Regions from separate parts of the Astyanax mexicanus genome. Here region 1 is linked to region 2. The links are chromatin contacts, called in public Hi-C maps. All regions are on one chromosome and are shown on one strand. The core of a region is the stretch at or near the end of the contact, and the rest is flanking DNA. Distances in the headings are between cores, read along the strand shown.

The links. Hi-C and Micro-C count contacts between places; a contact is called where the count stands out from the background.
Region 1: a Hi-C map of blood shows a contact between it and region 2, with 2.7 times the contacts expected there. The contact joins the enhancer-like site here to the promoter of irf1b in region 2. A contact is called at or near these places in 3 of 3 Hi-C or Micro-C datasets (blood and muscle).

The regions. Positions count from the first base shown.
Region 1 is chr17:38,574,162-38,577,659 of AstMex3_surface, forward strand. All of the region lies in intron 1 of LOC125782511, which reads right to left. Among protein-coding and RNA genes, the nearest start is that of LOC125782511, 9.3 kb to the right of the region's middle. Within about 2 kb of position 1,735, the one cell type or tissue checked has an H3K27ac peak away from gene starts, as active enhancers do.
Region 2 is chr17:38,526,809-38,530,332 of AstMex3_surface, forward strand. irf1b (interferon regulatory factor 1b) reads left to right here and starts at 1,987. Exons shown (of 9, transcript XM_007233928.4): 1 at 1,987-2,113; 2 at 2,626-2,717; 3 at 2,841-2,940; 4 at 3,043-3,254; 5 at 3,381-3,501. The coding sequence starts at 2,631.

The DNA.
Region 1 (3,498 bases), core at 485-2,984, 47 kb after region 2:
CTACTGGCTTTTGGTAAAATCTATTTACATACTGGGGGTGCCCCACAGTTTCTGACACATCATTGTGTAGTGCTCAGATAGATTTGTAGATTATATATTAAAACGAACTGCCTGCTCTGCATTTTGTAGGCTGTAAGAGCAAGCATCATTTTCTGAGCTGTGAACTGTGTTGGCTGTATGCTCTATACTGTTCTAATGCTTTATTATGTGTCCAAACACAGTTTTATACAATAATTGAGTTGGACATAATGAAAAATGTATCATTAAAAAAGACAGATTTTTGTTTACATTTCTGAAATAAACTGTGAATAGCAGAATTTTTACCATAATGCTTTGGAGATCTACAGTAGCATGCTTTATACAGATTTTACAGTAAGAATTATAGTGTGTTATAGTGTACCAGAGGCCTATTTGATCTACTGATTTTATATTTTTATTACTCCAATCAGTGGAGGGCACTGTTAGTATAATGACATGTTGGACAACTAAATGTGTGATTGTTGTATTTTTTAGCTTTTTTTTAGCAACAAAATATCACAATATCAGATATTTACAATATCGTGCAGGTTTTGTTAATAGATCTGTTAAACCCATTGAACTCTAGGTTTATTGTTTCCAACAAACTTAAACCTAATGCAGAAACTTTATTTGGTAACTGTTTGCTTTAGCATTTTGCTTTAGCGTATTCAACTGATGTCAATTATTATAGCTTTAAGAAGGAAGAAATTATGCAGATTTTACGTTTATGCATTTTGACACCTTTATTCCATTTGCAATGCTGATACAGTTGCATGTTGGTTGAGGGTTATCTATTCAAAGTCAGTAAAAGAAAGCAACAGTATTAAAATTACACAGAATATAAATACAGACCAGAGTATAAAGGCATTTACAGTGAATGTGTAAGTGGTGGTTTCTGAATGCCAGTCGTGATCTGCAGTATCACAGTGGTTATGCTGCCTCAGGACATGCCTCCCAACTGACACAGTCACATGCTCCCAGACAGCTTGCTGTAGTGCTTCACAGCTATGCCTGGATTTCTTGTAAATCACGTGACTTTTTTTCAAGAGGTAGTACTGCCGTATGACCAGCCGGAGTCGCCACTGAGGAGAAATGCAGGCATTTACAAGAAACTCCCAAGCTGGAAACCACCCCACTTCCCTGGATGCCTTCCTGTGACCTGTACCGTATGCAATAAAACACAGACGACCTGCAGTAAAACTACATGAAGACATTGCTCAGCACTTGAGCCTGCACGTCTTTTGCAGAAATAAATTTGGACTCTTTATACATTTCTCGAATCTCTCCTCAGGTCTGCTGTAATAAGGACTATCCTGGGCCCCCGGGACTGCTTAAAGAACTACTGTTTTAACCAATAAGGAGTGATATTTTGTGTTAGTTGATATATTTATTCAAATAATGGCTGTTATTAAAATCTGCTACACATTTGTTCTTCTTCCAGGAGAATGTGATAACTCGATCGTGGTCGAAACCAATCTGGGCAGAACAAAGTGAATGAGGTTTCAGCTGCAGTGCCAGCTTTTTTAAAACGTGGCTTGTCTGGTCATGTGCGTTCTCACAGTGCATAAAGCTCAGATCTCCTTCATAATGAAACTAGACCTTGTAGAAGAAGTTCCTCTACACTTCAAAGGCATCTGATTACAACACACTCAGCAAGAGGTCCAAAACTTCCTCTGACAGGAACAGGGAGCAGTTGTGGGATAGTTCTGTAGCAGTGTGCGCTGAAGATTTTAGACATGCCAGATGAAGAGTGTGGCTGAGGAATCCTGAAACTGCATGCCGTGTGCACTCTAATGCAGCAGATACACATCAAGAGGCCAGTTTATAATGACAGAGGGTTCACAATGGCATTACTGCTGCAAGACGAGTATTAAGTAGGTTAAGTGCTTCAGCTCTTACATAATGCAGTTATACAGGCGCTTCATGCTGACAGTGCTGACGACCTTATCTGATGTGTTTACAGTCTTTTATTATGCTCAGAAACCGTCTAAAGCTCATTTACACTTCTTCTCACTTTACTACTTTCTTCACATTTACAGCCTGTAGTGAATGGGGCATGTGCCCAGCTGAGAATAGTAATGCTTTAAAAAGGTTCCAGGAAGGCTTGTCTGTAACATTCCTAAAATAATATTCAAGAAATGTTCTAGTAACTTGTGATATAACAATAATTTGCATCACATTGTTTCTCAACGTTTCTCACGGAATGTTTCCAAAACTAAAAATAAAAGCATTGACATGTTGCAGTGATGTTACAAGAATGTTTAAAAACATTAAACAAAAACATTCAGAAAACTTTACAGACTGTACTTTCTAACTTTAACTTTAACAGTAACATCCAGAAAACTTTTTAATAAGCAAATATTGTTAGCTGTGTGGCAACTATGCTATCTAACATCTTTACTGGACTATATATTACCAAATACACAATTTCACTAATAGTTCAATTCATAGTTATGAAACCTAACAATGTATATCCCTGTATACCATTAGCCTACATTAGAGCATAAGCTATTCTGCTACTGAAATGAGAATAAACAAGCAAATTTCCCCGTTGTTCTTGATTAAAAGTCATTTAAGGACTACAACGCACACATTGATGTTTTAAGGACAGTAAGAAGATAATACGTGTGTATAATGAGCCTGCAGAGCAGGGTACTGAAAATATTCTAACCTAACCGGCATCTCTGGTATGAATTTCCTCCTCTGTGGTATGAAACACCTCACTGAGCTACACAATAAACATGCAGCTCTGAAAGGTCAGAGTACAAAAAATTACAGCTGCTTAATCTTCTGCAATAATATGACTCTATATAATAAGAAAAGAGTTTAAAAAAGTGCAGTTTGGACATATATGAGCATATATGGAAATATGCACCTGTGAAGACAATAAGGTGCATTAAGGTTTGAAGTGCATGATGAGTTTGTTGTTGTTAAAGCAGCATCATGTAGTTCACTGTGCAGCAGCTCACTATTTGCAGAAGTCTCACCTCTGCACTAGTCAGCCTTAATATTATGACTGGTTTATCTTCATGAAATATTCTTTACATATGCTCATACATATATACAGGGCATGCTTAAAATGCCTTTTAGAGAGAAATGTATATTGTGTTTTTAGCAAAAAGATATATTTCATATTTGTAACCGTGTATATTTTAGTGGGCCAGACATATGTGAAAATAAAAAACAATGAATTTTCATACAAATATACATCCCTATAAAATATATGTAAAATATATACAAATAATATATACAATATAAGAGACCACTTAAAATGATGAGTTTCTTTGATTTTACCAAATTGAAAACCTTTGGAATATAATCAAGAGGAAGATGCATGATCACAAGCCATCAAACCAATCTGAACTGCTTGAGATATCCAAAAACAGTGTGTTAGACTGGTGGAGGAGAACATGCCAAGGTGCATGAAAACAAAACTGTTATTTAAAACCAGGGTTATTCCACCAAATATTGATTTCTGAA
Region 2 (3,524 bases), core at 737-3,236:
CGTGAAGGAAGAGAAGCAGCTACTGTTCTTGTGTGCCAGGTAACTCTACCTCATGAAGACACTGAGATTAAAATACCAAGAATGTGCGGATCTGTCCTCAAAGACAAATGTGCCACTTAGAAGAATCTAACGTATAAAACATATTCTGTTTTAACGATTTTTTTTTTACTAAATAATTCCATATGTGTTCCTTTATAGCTAATGTCGTAAATATTAAAATAACATTGTATAAGAAAACACATTGAATGAGAAGAGGCGTATCCAAACTTTTGGTACTGGTACTTAGTATTGTATATTTTGATTTATAGCTAAAATATGTGTTTCGTATTTGAAAATGGACAATTACATTACATCGGCATGTGTCACATTTTAAAATATATTAAATAAAATATATGACATAAGTATATTGCACATAAGGGAATTCTATATATTCAACTTTTAATATTTAAAAAAATCTGACTTTTTATCAGCAGTGTCAGTGGGTTCCATTGTTTATTTTGTTAATATACGTTTTTAGAAACTCCGCGACATGTAATGACAAAGTACAACATGGTCTTAATATCCGCTGAGCTGGTCTGTAGTTTGGAGTGGGATTTCGTGGGGAATATCGCTGGCTGCGCTCTGGGAAAACCCAGTGCTTTACAGAACAGAAATCCCACAGGAAAGCCCCGCCCCTCCCTCAGCCCTGACCACGCCCCACCGCCCGGGGCTACTGTCTCACACACACACACACACACACACACACACACACACACACACACACACACACACACACACACACACAGATTCACTGACACCCCCGTGATAAATCGACTTTACCATGGGGTTTTAATATTCATTTTAAAATTTATTTCGAACAGCGTCTGTTTGCTGTGCTGAACTGGAGAATGCTAATTCTAAGCTTTTTTTTTTACTATTTTTGAGGAGATTTACACAGTACATCATTTATATAATATATTTTTGAAATAATAATAATAACAACAACAACAACAACAACAATAATAATAATAATAATAATAATAATAATAATAATAATAATAATGAAAGGTATATGCGTGTGTAAGCTGTAGAAAGTGTGTAGGGTTGGGGTCAGGCTGCGTTCTCTAAATGCCGGTCGTCCAAACATCCGTTTCTAATAAACAGGCCGCTTTACTGTAAAAACTCCCCTCAGATCAGTGAAGCAGCGCAGATGCGCCCTCTATCGGCTCTGTAAAAATCTGCACCATTTCCCGGAAAGCCGCTGCTTTCTTTATCTGACCTGATTCTACCCTTCTCTACAGACAGCATACACACTTCATTCAACACTTCAGCACTAATATCAATTAGATCAAAATGAGATTAGTATTTATGCGAAATTAGATACTTTTATGAATTATATGTTAATTGCTTGCTGCCAAAATAATATTCATATATGGAACGCATATATACATAAAATATGAATCACACATAATAAACATATAAATAAGCATCAGTTATGTTGCATATAAGTTACATGTAAATAAAGCAGGGCTTTTCATGTGACATAATGTGAAGTTGCAGTTGTTCTTTAAAGTTCTTTACAAATTTTATGCTGAAATGGACTGAAAAAAATATATGTATAGTTTTAAACTGAATTTATTAAAAATGTTTTTTTTTGCATCTCCTGTAAAGTTGCAGTTTTGGGAGATTTTTTTTTTACGCGAAAGAGACAAAAAAGACGGGTGTTTATATGGGCTAAAATTTTCAGAAATATGCGCGTGCATGTGCTGTTTACGTGCCGGCGCGTGCGCTTGTGTGGTGGTAAGGGTAAGATGCAGCCAAGCCCAAACATCATCACCCCCTAAACTTCTCGAGCTGTGTAGCTTTTAACAGCGTGATTTCTCGGAAATCATGCTGCTTCAGTCTGAGAGCGCCTGCATGGTAGTGGAACTGCGCATGCGCGCCGCGCTGCCAAAACATTACGTTGGGAAAGCCCCCCCCCCCCCCTCTCTACTGTGTATAAAAGAAGAGCGCACCGCGAGCTCCCAGCAAAGCACTCCTATCTCCACTGAGAGAAGAAGTTCAGGCTGAACTCGGATTATCAACACATTATCACTCAACATTCTTCTCCGTTATAAATCGGATTAAATACGAGGTGAGTCTGAATGTTTTTTTATTTTTAAATGGCTGTTTTTATTGTTTTATTTTAGAAAAGTGTTTTATAGCTAATATAGATCTCTTACACACACACACACACACACACACACGTACATATATACAGCTTGCCCTTGTGCTGCTGCAGCTGCTCTGTATCTGTAGCAGGCTCGATTTCACTATACTGTACATGCTACCCCGGAAAAGGGGCGTGTGCGTGCAGGAGTACACTCACTCTCACAGCGTAGGCTGTTTGGAACTTGAGGCTGCACAGTTTGTGACTGTGTGTTTTTAACGGAATCCCATAGTAAAGTACTAGCTGTTTGCATTGAGTTATTACCAATATACATTAGTAATTTAATATCTTAAGGATAGAAATATTTACAGAGACTGTGTTTCCCTGTTCCCTGATTATTACTGCCATTGTTACTGCCAGATCTGCTGTGCATGATAAGCTAAGCATGCAAGGCATTGTAAAAAGTTGAACTCAAGTTCCTGTCTGGACTTTTGCAGGAATCATGCCCGTGTCCAGAATGCGCATGCGACCCTGGCTGGAGGATAAGATTGACTCCAACACCATCGCTGGACTCGTTTGGGTGGACAAGGTAGAATATTTAGGAGATTTCAAGTGCTTTTGTTGATATTTAAGACTAGTCACTGCCTAAACCCTCGTGAGCTTAGTATCATGTACAGTATTCCTCTCATGGCATTGTTTTTGTTTTCTTCAGGATCAGAAAATGTTCTCCATTCCTTGGAAGCACGCTGCCCGTCACGGCTGGGAAGTGGACAAAGACGCTTGTTTGTTCAAACAGTGGGCCATTCACACAGGTGAGGTGCCACTGCTGGCAAGAATATAATAGCTATAAAAGGACCTTGAACCTTGTTGGCAAGATCTTTATTTGTTAACCTGAATATGTTCCTCGCCTGCAGGCAAGTTTAAGGAGGGGGTGACCGAACCCGATCCCAAAACCTGGAAAGCCAATTTCCGTTGTGCCATGAACTCCCTGCCAGACATCGAGGAGGTGAAAGACAAAAGCATCAACAAAGGTTGCGAGGCTGTCCGGGTTTACCGCATGCTGCACGTTATGAAGAACAAAGGCAAGCGGTTGTCAGGAACCCTGGATGGCAGGAGGAGGAGAAAGGTGAGGCGTTGGCGCCATGGTGGCAAGGTGCAGTAATGGCACCAGGCTAACAAACAATAACAAAGCAATTAAAGCAAGCACTGGGGCAGTAAAATTTAAACTCACATGCACTATTTACCTCCTCAGGCACCGAAAGTGAAGCAGGAGACAATGAACATAGATGAATCATCGACAGGAGAGACAACTTACAGCAAGCAGGAGGACACCATCACTCAGGAGAACACCATCGACAGCACTGAGAATCTAAGTAAGCTCCTCAGAGGCAAACCC